Regions from separate parts of the Mus musculus genome. Here region 1 is linked to region 2. The links are chromatin contacts, called in public HiChIP or PLAC-seq maps. All regions are on one chromosome and are shown on one strand. The core of a region is the stretch at or near the end of the contact, and the rest is flanking DNA. Distances in the headings are between cores, read along the strand shown. Region 1 overlaps Skap2 (src family associated phosphoprotein 2). Region 2 has its middle 17 kb from the start of Gm6559.

The links. HiChIP or PLAC-seq counts read pairs in DNA pulled down with a chosen protein or histone mark.
Region 1: an H3K27ac HiChIP or PLAC-seq map of embryonic stem cells shows a contact between it and region 2, with 4 times the contacts expected there. The contact joins two enhancer-like sites. A contact is called at or near these places in 1 of 484 Hi-C or Micro-C datasets (cerebral cortex), 4 of 115 datasets of contacts at active chromatin or transcription factors (embryonic hindbrain, embryonic stem cells, neural tube and 1 more) and 1 of 9 other capture datasets (embryonic stem cells).

What each region holds. Positions count from the first base shown.
Region 1 is chr6:52,004,605-52,008,471 of GRCm38.p6, forward strand. The region is part of intron 1 of Skap2 (src family associated phosphoprotein 2); the gene reads right to left. Among named protein-coding and RNA genes, the nearest start is that of Skap2, 6.0 kb to the right of the region's middle. Within about 2 kb of position 1,502, at least 68 of the 459 cell types and tissues checked have an H3K27ac peak or open chromatin away from gene starts, as enhancers often do. A contact at or near this core is called in embryonic stem cells, where this site is marked.
Region 2 is chr6:51,360,883-51,364,252 of GRCm38.p6, forward strand. No RefSeq gene overlaps it. Among named protein-coding and RNA genes, the nearest start is that of Gm6559, 17 kb to the right of the region's middle. Within about 2 kb of position 1,874, at least 118 of the 459 cell types and tissues checked have an H3K27ac peak or open chromatin away from gene starts, as enhancers often do. A contact at or near this core is called in embryonic stem cells, where this site is marked.

The DNA.
Region 1 (3,867 bases), core at 252-2,751, 640 kb after region 2:
TTCATAAAATATTGGATAGCTTACTGACACATATTTTATTTTCAGAATTTCATGGCTCACTTTAAAATATCTCTTAGAGAATTACATTAAAATGTTAGACAAATCACCCACAGCCCACACCAGAAAGATGTGTGACTTACTTTCTTTTTCCCTAACGACTTTGTCTCCTAACTTACAGTGATAAAAAGATCAAAATGTAATATTACACATAAGTACTAAAAAGTGCAATAATCTCAATTGTATTCATATTTAACCATTTAAAACCTACTATATAACCTAGAATCTAATCAATTTTAAATTCCTGATTATAGAAAGTATTTTGCTCCAATGAGGAACATGGATGAAGCTGTTACAGACTCACAATAAACGCATATTTTTTTGCTAAGCCAATAATACAAGGAAAAAATAAGATTAAAACATGAAACAATCTCTTAACAGCAAGTATATGTTAAAAGTAAGTATCAAACGAAATGAAAGCAAAATGTCCTGGCTCCTCTTTCCTTCTGTGGCCCCTAAAATATGGAGGAAAGAGGCAGAGGCAGAGGCAGAGGTCAGCAGACCTGGGACAAATTCTCATGTGGGTTCAAAAGAGTAAAACTTGAAGCAGCAGCTTCTACCCACAGGAGTAGGAGCAGGCCACCTCTGGACAAGCCGACTGTAGCTGAAAGAGATCATTGGCTTCCCTAGTATCCATCCATACAGTAACTTTTTAAAAGTGGACAAGAAGTAGCAGGCTACTGCAGCGAGCCCTCCCCAACCCACCCTATACTTGCAAGACTCACAGACACATAGACTGGTGAACAGTCGGCTTAATGTTATTTTCATTCAATGTTTGTCTTTAATTCCCTCTTCCACGAGTATTTAATTGCCTATTTTACATTTTCATTATGCAATCCCAGTTTAAACAAACAGGATCTATTTTCTATCTCCGTAAGCAATAACAGAACAAATTACTGCCCACGAGTTATTTCTTTAAAAGGTCATTTCAGTTTTATAAAAACTCAGAAAACCACCACAAAGACGCTGCATGTTCAACTTGCTGTTTCCTAAAAGCCTACCCAATGTGTCTGGAAAATGGGACCCCATCCCTCTATTTTGAGAAAACGTTTTTTTGAAAAAGTGCAGGAAAAACCCGAATTTCTCAAGGGGAGGCCTAGGTATGGAAAAGGTCTATACTTTTAAAGCGACACGTTTAATATATTTATTCCCAAGCTTTTTCCTAGAAAATGCTTTACTGTTAGGACGAGTTTTCCAAACATTGGCTTTCTCGATAATTCTCCAGAAGGATACAGGGAACAAACTGCTTTGCTGGGGGTGGTGTTTAACGAGAATTTTAGCTGGGAAAAGCTGCAATAATCTGGATTGTTGGTTGCCAATAGACTTGGTTGGTATTTAAGCTTTTGAAGTCTTAAAATATACAGTGAGTCAGATCTAACGGATGAAGTACGCCAGCCTGCGCTGGCAGCAATAGCGGTACTGCGCAGCTTGCCGACTTTTCTCCCTGGCGCTTTTGCCAGCCCTGGAACAGGGATCACGGACCAGGCTGTCCTGGGGTGCCCCAGCCTTGCCCCCCAGAAACCAGCCCAAATCCAGCCTGCCTTAAACCTCCGGCTCTTGTCCACGTAGCTGGGAACAGAGAGCTGGGCACAGAGCAGCTGAGTTTGGGACAGCCACGCTAGACAAATGGGGCTGGATCTGTGGCTTTGTACCTCAAAGCCAGAGTAATATTTCAAAAGGCAGCAATAAAACTCTTGGGTAAATCAAGCGCTCCTCTGGCTGGTTGGAAAAGAGATTTGAAGCTTTTTATTGTGCTCTAAATAGCCCTGCAAATGGTGAAATAGCCTGCCGCGGTGAGCTAGCAAGCCGCCATGGCCCTTTTTTACCTTCCTTTAGAGGTCGTGTCCTCCTGTTCATATGTAGATTTCCCTGACTCCTTTCTGTAATTCCGGGGAACTGGTAATTTGACTACAGGAAAAGGTCAGCCTGCGCAGGCTGGCCCCTAAGCCCAGGGACTGAGACTCCCTTTTTCTCCGAAAGAGAGGTTTTATTTTACCCACGGGCGCCAGCCACGAAAGAGCGGGATTGAGGGGTGGGAGGCGGCTACTGGGCTTATGCCAATAAGGCCTGGAAAAGAGGGTGCCACCAACGCAAAAGACCGATGGGGCACCATCAAAGGCCGCAGGTCACACAGCCTGCATCTAACGGAAGCATCACCTCCACTCCCATGGGCATCAACTGCAAGGTAGCCACAGGAAAAAGTTATCTCGGTCACAGTAAACGGGGTGGTAAGTTTTTGCTCCTGTTACACCTTAACTTTGTCAAGAGTAAGCCATCCAGTGGGAACAGCTGTAAAAGTCTGGGGCAAGGCAGCTGACAGATCAGATTTACAACTGCTTTGTCCATAAATGTTAAGGTCTGAAAACACAATGAAAAGATGACGTGTTCTGAGAGCCCAGCAATCCTTGTGCAGCTACATCAGAGAATCACTCAGCAGACAACTGACCCCTGAGAAGTGAGCACTTAAACACCCTGCCCACTGAGTCTCCTTTCTGTTTTCTTTTTCTTTATACACGTGAACCCCTAGAAAAACTGCCACCCTGCCTTCCTTTAGACTGAGTGAGGACAAGTATCACACTCACACACACACACACTCACACACACACACACTCACACACACTTTTTTTTAAAACCATCTTCCATGGTAATCCAACAGTAAAAAGGTACAGGAACAAAAGTCTTCCAATGATAAACTCCTCCACGAGGCAGTCAGAATTCAGCACCTGTCCTCACAAACCCCTACTCTGGAACAGCCTAGAAGACCTGCAGCCTGGAGGTGAGAACAAGGCAACCTCCCTCTTCTCTCTACCTAACACACACACACACCTCTGTGCTGACCTGAATCTGCCTAAAGGAGAAAGCAAGAACTGGCTGGGGGGAGCCACCGTTTGCTGAGTCTCACATCAATAAAATAACTGTAAAGACCAACCCTGGTCCCCCAGATGGCTTTACTATTTAACCCCACATGTCTCCCTACTTTATGGTGGGAACCAGATTTTACTTTGTTCAATGAGCTGTCAGTCACCCCAACTTAATGTGTTAACTTAAAGCCTACACTTTCAGCTGCCATCAGAACAGAATCACACTTTCTGTTAAAACAGGGAATGAATGGTCTGACCAAACAGCTACTGAGGAAAATATAAAAATCAATTCAGCCGGGCACATGCAGATCAATGGAGCAAAACACCCAAAGTTGGAAACTGGCTAATTGAAAATTTATTGATTGTTCTAGCCAATGCCTTCCCCTGAATTACCTTGCACTTTCGCATGTTACTGCTGAACTGTGGACTTTTAAACATGACAAGAGACATGAAGAAGCACAGATCACCGAGTGCAAGGGGTGAAGCAAATCTGAGTTTTATAATCCAGTCTGCTACAAAATTCTCAAAACTGGCGATACAAGCTAAATGGTTTATTATGATAAAAGGCTGGGCTGTTGAAAGAGAAGCCTGGCCATCTTTCACCCTCTTTAGGTTTATCTAATCAAAATCTTTTCACCACACACTTCAAAGAAACCACAGTGAGTAACACAGCGTCTGAGATTTACACTATTCCCACCCACCACTGGGTAGCACCTAATGTAATGTGTTCAGAGTGTGATTGGAAGAGAAACGTAAGCTCAGTAGGATGAAAAAGATAGACTTGGCTTTAATTGAAAAGGACAAACTAAATAAATAATGAGGATATAAAACCTAGCCTGTGCCACTTTTATCACCCATATATGACACTTAATATTCAATTTATGGGCAACAACTGAACTGTGTTTCAAACCACCAGAGCCTTTCCCTCCTCTTGTGTCCTTACCTTCTC
Region 2 (3,370 bases), core at 624-3,123:
TACACATGTGTACACGTGTGTGTGCATGTGGAAGCCAGAGGTGGACTCTTTCTTCCTCCTTCTCGCTCTGCCTTATTTTGAGACAGGGTCACTCTCAGAACCCAGAGCTCACTGATTCAGCTCGACTAGGTCAGCAAACCCCACAGAGCCACCTGTCTGTTCCTCCCCAGTTTTAGAGTTACCACCACTAGCAGCTTCTACAGGGATACTGGGGATAGTTAAATCCTCCAGCATCCACTGAGCCACCTTCCCAGACCATTTAATTTTTTTTTTCTCAAGTACACTGACAGACCACTGACTTTGTGCTCAGGAGAGCCGCAGCATATAAACACCTTGAGATAGCTTGTGGTGTTCTACCTAGAGATCAGATATACCCAAACTTCAGCCCATTTTATTTTTGAAAATGGGGGTTTTTTGGTGGCGGCTACTTCCAGATGGAGATGAATGGAGGTCATGGTAATTTGTAGTGTGTTCTGGAATGTCGCAAGCCTCTCTTGAATGTGCAGTGTCCCCCGTGTGGTGTCCTAAGTTCTCCGAGATTTTTGTTACTGGCGTGTCCTACCTAACAAGGATCTCTGAAAACATTGCTCACGGGTATTGGTCACTGACTGTGCATACCGTCTGTCTGCCACAGCGGTTATGAAGCCCTCCTGTCCAAAGAGTCCTCTTCATCAGTGCCTGCCGTTGGCGGTGGCCTGCTTCAGTTCACTCAAACCACCAGGTTCATTTTCTCCTCCCTAGAGTTAGTCCTTTTTATCAGAAATAAACAAACAAATCTGGATTGGCTGGTTTACAATTCAGAACAGTTTATAAGATTTCAATGACTGTGTTTTTAGGCACCCTGACAGTACCTGGCTAGCTCCACTGTACAGAGCAACGCTCTCAGGCCCGACAAGCAGCCTTCCACACCCTGCTCCTCTGCCTCATTCTCTGTGAGAATGCATTCACTACAGTTCACTCACAGAAGGCTACTGTGGTTTTTCCAGGAAACGGCTGCCTGACCAGGGAGGCAGATTTTCCTGGGTACAGAATGAAGAAGCATTTATACAGAAATAGACGTGTGTAACAGCACATACACCGTATTAATGGCTTAACGACGATACCTGGGCCTTCCCAACAACCGCTGAGGGTTGCCAAACTGAGGTTGCTTTGTGTTGACCGAGTGAGCATAAGCGGTAGATATAGCTCTTTTTGTCTTGGCAGGGAAGCTGGCGCTCCTGCCAGACTCTACCCTAAAGGAAAGGGCCAACAGACAATAAGTCCATTCAAACGCACTAGCAATTTCTTCCAGTGGGGACTTTACAATTTCTAAATTGATACAAACTTTAAAACCACCCTATTTTAAGGGAAGTGTATATTTTCCAAAAGAAGTTATATATAGCAATGTAATATTGCCAGATTATTGTTGTTGGAAAGGGGGGAGGGAGGGGGTGGGAGCAACTCCCTTCCCAGTGGCTAAATACACGTTATTGCCGACTGGCCTCATTCAGTCAGCTGCTTCATTTGCTGGACTTAAGCGTTGACATGAAGCTTCCCCGCCACTGCGTGGTTGTTCCACCCATGTTTTACTTCTGTAGCTGATTTTGTTGGGTGAATGGGAAAAAAAAAAAAAGTGGAGGTTCTAACAGCAAACCTTACACCCCTCCACAACCAAAATCAAAAAGTCCTTGGAGGACTACCTATAAAAAGTAAAACGTGCTTTTTAACACAAAGTTCAATATTTGCCTGAGTTGGCACAGTCAAATTAGGAGAAAGTGGGGGAGGGGGGTCTGATTGTATGAGGCAGAATTTCAGGTGAACCACTAAGCTGCTCTTCTGAATTGAAAGAGCCCCCTGCTGGCCGGAGGAGGAACAAGCCTGGAGGGCGGGATGGTAGTCGTCTTGAGACTTCCCACTTCCCTAGCCCAAGATGCAGACACCACCAGACAGTGTTTAGGGCTTGCTCTGTGCCAGGCAGTGTGTAGTGTTCTAGCGCTGAAGGTAGTATGCTAAACAATGAAGACGGACAAGGTCTTTGACTTACGGGGATCTTCACTGCAAACGGGGAAACAAACAGATAATTAAAATAGAATGTCAAGCACAGGTGGAACCCGTGAGGAGCGCTGAGAAAAGAAGCAGAGAAGAATAAGAGAGGGCTGCCTGAGTTGGAAGGCGGAGGAGAATCTGTGGGCGTGGTTTGTGGGCAAGGGGCGGGGCCAGTATGAGAGCCCAAAAGCAGAAGGGATGGGGAGTGTGCTGAGTGCCAAGGAGGGAGTTAGAACCTCCAGTGATACAGTTTTGATTTTTCACGGGAATTCGGGAGCAGCCTTGAACAGAAAACTGACTAAAATCTTTGCCTTGTAAAAGGCGATGTTGTGCCACAGGGAACAGAAACTGCCAATGCCCAATCTGAGAGCCCATTAGGACTTACTGATGTGACGGTTCTAACAATTCATTCAAAGAAGAGTTATAGGCCCTCCGCCCTCAGAGAGATTTTAGACAACCTGAGGAAATGAGGTAGACTCACTTCAAATTAAACTCTCAAGAGGGAATAGAAAGCTGGCTCAACAGTTAAGATTGCCTGCGGCTCTTTCAGAGGGCCTGAGTTCAGGTTCCAGCACCCATGGGCAGTTCAACCAACTAGAACTCTAGCTCCAGAGGGTCCGAGGCCCTCTGTTGACCTCCAGAGTCACTGTAGTCGTAGGCACAGACCCCCTCATACATGTAATTAAATATAAAAAATAAATCTTCCAAAAACTCTAGATTTAGTTCATTTATGTGACAACTATTTTGCCAGCATATATGTATGTGCACTGCATGCATGTCTGGTGCTGGCAGAAGTCAGAAGAAGTATAGCATCCCCTGGAACAGAATGAATGGATGGTTTGGGATGGTGAGACTCCATATGGATGCTGAAAATTGAACCTGCGTCCTCTACAAAAGCAATAAGTACATCTTTTAAAAAAAAAAATTCAGAGTAGGAATGCTTCAAAATGGGGACAAAGTGCTTCAGATGGGGACATATTCACAGAGAAAGGATTTGCAGATAGACTGGGAAGTCCCTCCCATGGGTGCTATCTCTGAAGGATGGTGACAACTCAGAGAACCATGAGAGAAACGGCTAAAAGAAGATCAGTAAGCATGATCCAGTAGCACAGTACCTGTGGAAGTACTGTGGAAGGCCCTGGATTCGATCCCCTATACCGAAAAGGATAAAGGAAAAAACCAAAAGTGTTGGGAAGAACAAAATACTATTTATGAAGGAGACGGAGAAGTCACCGCTTCCTGATGTCCTGGTGGAGTCTGGGGACAGATCGAAAGCATGGCTTATCCCCAGAGCCTCAGCTAAGTGTCTGTCATGGATGCTGTGTTGTGTCTGTCATGGATGCTG